2 separate regions of the Gossypium hirsutum genome follow, and region 2 is linked to region 1. A link is a contact called in public Hi-C data. All regions are on one chromosome and are shown on one strand. Each heading gives the region's core, a stretch centred on a gene start, on an enhancer-like site or on the middle of the called end of the contact. The rest is flanking DNA. Distances are from core to core; before and after follow the strand shown.

Region 1 (2,760 bases), core at 122-2,621:
TTAGCTTAATCCTAGAATTAGAATGCCCGAGATCAAGGCACAATAAATCAAACTAAAACCTGTTATGTTTCAGATGCTTCAGACAGTGAGCTAGTTCAGTGGAATGCCTATTGAAGATCCTCACATTCACCTCAGATTGTTTATGGAGATGAGTGATTCCTTCAAGTTAGTCGAAATACCTGAAAATGCACTGAGATTAAAGTTGTTCTCATATTCTCTAAGGGACAGAGCTTGAGCCTGGTTGAACTCATTGTCACCAGATTCCATAACAACATGGCAAGAGTTGGCAAAACGCTTCCGTATGAAATATTTTCCACCTAGCAAGGATTGTAAATTGTGGAATTAAATAACTACCTTCCAACAAATGGATGACAAGTCATTGTATGAGGCGTGTGAAAGATTTAAAGAACTGTTACAAAAATGCCCTCATCATAGAACCCCGTATTGCATCTAGTTGGAGACATTCTATAACGATCTCAATGCTCACACGAGGATGGTAGTAGACGCTTCTGCCAACGGTGCTCTCCTTTCTAAGTCTTATAATGAGGCTTATGAAATATTGAGAGAATTGCCAGCAACAATTACCAGTGGCAACCAATCGAGCAACTTCAAGACGAGTCGCAAGAGTACATGAAGTGGATGCCCTCACTTCACTAGCAGCTCAAGTATCTTTGATATCCTCAGTGCTTAAAAAATTTACTACTAATGGGTTTAACAATGTTGCAGCTCAGTCATCAAGTCAATTCGAACATATAGCCTCTATATACTATGGGGAAGGGCATTTGTTTGAAGATTTCCAATCAAACCCAGAATCTTTGATTTTTTTATGAATAAAATAATAAAAATGAAATATGTGCACAGGGGCAAAGCTAGAACAATTTTTAAGGGGGTCAAATAAAATTTTAATTTTTTATAATCTAAATCTTTATAATTTTAAAAAGAATTAAATCAAATTTTTATAATTTTAAAGGGGGCCAAAGTGTAATTTTATCTTTATTAATTTAAATTTTAAAAAAAAATTAAAAAGCTTAAATAACAATTTTTTTATTTTAGAGGACCCAAGGCCCATGCTAGCCCCCTAGAATTACCTCTGTATGTGCACCTTTTTTTTTCCTAATTTCTATTGTAACTTTGCCTGCATTTATCTTTTAGTATTTATTATCATTTTTATTTATTTTAATATTTAAATAAATTAAACTCATCTTAAATTTGAAATTAATAATTTAACCGATATAATCATCCTCCTCGTTTTAAAAAAAATATAGTTGGTAATTGAGGTTTTTAATTACTTTTCACATTTCTCATGTGGATTCAGTACGACGTCGTTTGCTTGTCGACAAAAACATATTATCGGGTTCGGGTCGTACCCAAGACAATGGTGGGACGGCACGGAGTCATTTTCTTCCACCGACTTGTGTCTTTCTTCTGCTGCTTCGATAATTGACATTCTTCCTTACGCCAGCTCCGCTCAACAAAAATTCTGTCGTTTTTAACCAAACCCTAAATTTTTAACCAATCCCAGTCTCCATTTTAATCAACTAAGGTATTTTTTTGAAAACTATCATCTCTGACTTAGCCATTCCATCACTCGCAGACTCACTGCTCCCCTCTTAAGCAAACAAATGGACCGACATTCATCCGACGAAGACGACGATCGCCAAACCTTAATCCACCAAAACGACACCAAGCACCTCCCACGCCAAATCCCAACCAGCCCACGCGCTTCTACCGCTCCAAGATCCGGTTTCCACATCGAAGAGCTGGAATCTCAAATCCGACGACGTTTCAAGCTCACCTTCAACAAGCGTTACCTCTTCGCCATCTTCCTCCCTCTCCTCCTCATCCCTATCTTCCTCTCCACCGACATTCGTTCCCTCTTCTCTTCCAACATCTCCTCCCTTAAATTCAATAAGGTGTCGGATCAACTCAAAGAATCCCAACTCCAAGCTCTCTACTTGTTGAATCAACAGCTAACTTCCCTTCTTTCTCTTTGGAACCACACTTTCGTCAACTCTAATGACAATGTCTCAGCCGTTCAGTTTGACGACATCAAAGCCTCATTGCTCAATCAGATCACCTTAAACAAACACATCCAGCAAACCCTCTTATCGCCTCACAAAACAGGAAACACCCTCCAGAACGCCACCGTTTTAGACCCCGCCTATGCCGGTTACAGTTTCGACCGTTGCAGAAAAGTTGACCTGAAATTCTCTGAAAGAAGAACAATCGAATGGAAACCTAAACCCAATAAATTCTTGTTTGCCATTTGCTTGTCGGGTCAAATGAGTAACCATCTGATTTGTTTGGAAAAACACATGTTCTTCGCGGCTGTTCTAAATCGGGCATTGGTGATTCCCAGTTCGAAATTCGATTATCAGTACAATCGAGTTTTGGATACCGAGCACATTAACGATTGTGTTGGGAAAAAAGCTGTTATCCCATTCGAAGACTTCATGGAAATGAAGAAGAATCACGCTCACATTGATAGGTTCATTTGCTATTTCTCCAGCCCGCAGCCGTGTTACGTGGACGAAGAGCATTTGAAGAAGTTGAGGTCATTAGGAATTTCGATGGGGAAATTAGAGAGTGCTTGGAAGAGTGAGGATATTAAGAAGCCGAGTCAAAAAACGATTAAGGATCTGGAAGAGAAGTTTGCTTCGGATGATGATGTGATAGCAATTGGGGATGTTTTCTTTGCGGAAATGGAGAGAGATTGGGTGACGCAACCAGGTGGTCCTATCGCGCATAAGTGTAAGACTT
Region 2 (2,760 bases), core at 105-2,604, 280 kb before region 1:
ACATCAAACCCTAAACCAAAAAAAGAGAATAAAACATTATATTAGTACCAACAAATTCCTCAACAATTCAAACCTAAAAACAACATTATATTAGCTCTAGTTCAATTTCAAACAACAGCACTAATGAATTCATGAATGAAACAAGCAAGGACTCAAATACCATCCACTTCAAAGATTAAAATAGTAAGAAAGAGGAGAGGGAGAGATGGGGACATAGAAAGAGGAGAGAGAATAGCTTTGGCCACAAACGAAGCTTGTGTTTGGCATGTGAGGAAAATGTGGTTGGGTTTGAGGTGATGGTGTTGTAAATGGTGGTTGTTGATGGCATTTTTGGATATGGACTTTCTGTTTGAAGAAAGAAAAATTGGATCTCGAAAGATTTGAAAAAAGAAAGTAAATAGAGTTTCAGAGATAAAACACTAAAGATTGGATCTTTTGGGGTTCTTTTTAAGGGTTTCTTCTTTTGTGAATAAAATATCAAAAAGGAAGATATACCAGGACAAATGGATGTAAATGAAGGAAATATCAAGGTTTTTAATTTAAGGTTGTCATTAAATAGTATGTTGGTTTAGAGTAAAACTACTTATTTAGTAAAAGAGACAAATAGATGCAAAGAAGATATACATGGACCCTCCATTGAGTCCATCCTTTGTTTTTCCATGTTGAACAAAAAAATTCAATCGATTGATGAAGCACTCAATTTGATTTATATTGTTTCGATTCAATAAAGATAGCAATAGTTTTTTCAATCAAAATGGAAAAGAAAACTAAAAGAAAAAGGAGACGAAAAGTTTTTATTTTTTAGGTGTAATTAATTTAAAGTTTTTAATTAATTAAATTTATTTAATTAAAAATCTATTCTTATCTCAACTGGACACCTAAGTTGGCATTTAAAACTCATTTGGACTATCATGTAGGACTGTCGGTAGGGAGGTAACGAAGCTTAACGGCAGAATGACCACTTCGTAATAGAACCCTAACGTAAGTGACTAAAATGTAATTTTTCAAATATAAGTGACTAAAATATACTCTGAGCTAAAAAAAAAAACCATTGTTATAGTTTACCATATGACGTGAAAATGTTACATCAGCACAAACTAATAATGTTAATATGGAGAGACTAACTTAATTGACAAAATACAAATTATGGACCAACCAAATAGAAATAGAAATAGAAATAGAAATAGAAATAGGTTCTATTCTTTTAAACACGGCGGAGCAGTAGTTTAATCTTGTGGCACGATAAGTTTCCAGAATTTATTGTAAAAATAGAGCTATAGATTGGAAGTTGGTGGGTCTTACCACTGTAAAACTACAGATGGAAATAGGATATTGGCTTTAATAATTTGATTATTAACAATACAATTAATAATAACTTTCAGAAAAAATAATAATAACTTGCAAACCCAAAGCAGCTTCCCCCAATCCATTCCTCTCCTCTCCTCTCCTCTCCTCGACTCTCAAACCCTACAGAACCTCCCCCAAACAGGCAAAGTGGGATTCATGAAATTAGATGGATTCAATCAATTCATTCAAGGGGTATGGTAAAGTTGACGAAGTGGAAGAACTAGCTTTCAGGCGAAAGAAACGAAGGCGTCTTATCACCCTTATCATCCTCATTCTCCTCCTTTTAACACTCATCACTGCCGCCGTCGTTGGGATTTTTTTACACAAGCGAAGCTCCTCCTCCCCCAACACTCTTCCCCCGCCTGCGTTGACTCCAGCCGCTTCACTCAAAGCTGTTTGTAGTGTGACTCAGTACCCGGCTTCCTGCTTCTCCAGCATATCTTCCATTGCTCCCTCGAATACAACCGTCCCAGAACTCCTCTTCAAGCTGTCTTTGAAAGTAGCCATCGATGAGCTCTCCAGTTTGTCTCACTATCCCACCAAGCTCAAAGCTGAAACTAATGATATCCGACTGAAATCCGCTTTACAAGTATGTGAAACTATGTTCGACGACGCCTTGGATCGATTGAATGATTCAGCAACTTCCCTTGAAGTTGGAGAAGGAGAGAAGTTGTTGTCAGATTCCAAGATCAGTGACTTGAAGACTTGGCTAAGTACTGCTATAACTGACCAGGAAACATGTTTAGACTCCCTGGAGGAGTTAAACGCCACAAAGCACTTCAACGCCACAGTTGTTGAAGAAATGAAAGCTGCCATGCAAAACTCAACTGAATATGCCAGCAACAGTTTGGCTATAGTTGCCAGAATCTTAGGTTTATTGACTGATTTAAATATTCGTATTCATAGGAGGTTGCTTGGGTTTGAGAAAGCAGGTTCGGAGTTCCCGGCTTGGGTTAGTCCCACTGAAAGGAGACTATTGCAGGAATCCAAACCTACCCCCAATGTTATTGTGGCTCAAGATGGTTCCGGGAATGTCTTGACCATTAATGATGCGGTGAAATTGGTAGGAAAAAAGAATGAATCAAGGTTCGTTATATATGTGAAGGAAGGCAAGTATGTTGAGAATGTGATTCTTGATAAACACATGTGGAATGTGATGATTTACGGTGATGGCAAAACAAAGACTTTAATTTCCGGCAGCCACAACTTTGTTGATGGAACTCCCACATTTGCTACAGCTACTTTCGGTAAGTCATATTCAATCTTCATTTACTTTGATCAGTTCTAGATTTGTAGTTTCAATGGAGCCTGACAATAGTTTCTAGATTGCCCCATTTATGAGCCTGTCTACATTGTGATTTGCTAGTATCTTTGTATCTTGTCCCAATCATCCCAAACAATTTAGAAGGCCTG

The links. A called contact is a pair of places that touch in the nucleus more often than the background predicts.
Region 2: a contact with region 1 is called in a Hi-C map of leaf, with 1.6 times the contacts expected there. The contact joins the promoter of LOC107897672 here to the promoter of LOC107897669 in region 1. A contact is called at or near these places in 2 of 34 Hi-C or Micro-C datasets (leaf and petal).

Annotation. Positions count from the first base shown.
Region 1 is chrD06:54,215,265-54,218,024 of Gossypium_hirsutum_v2.1, reverse strand. LOC107897669 (O-fucosyltransferase 36) reads left to right here and starts at 1,371. Exons shown (of 3, transcript XM_016823192.2): 1 at 1,371-2,760. The coding sequence starts at 1,623.
Region 2 is chrD06:54,496,394-54,499,153 of Gossypium_hirsutum_v2.1, reverse strand. LOC107897672 (pectinesterase 3) reads left to right here and starts at 1,354. Exons shown (of 4, transcript XM_016823198.2): 1 at 1,354-2,594. The coding sequence starts at 1,514.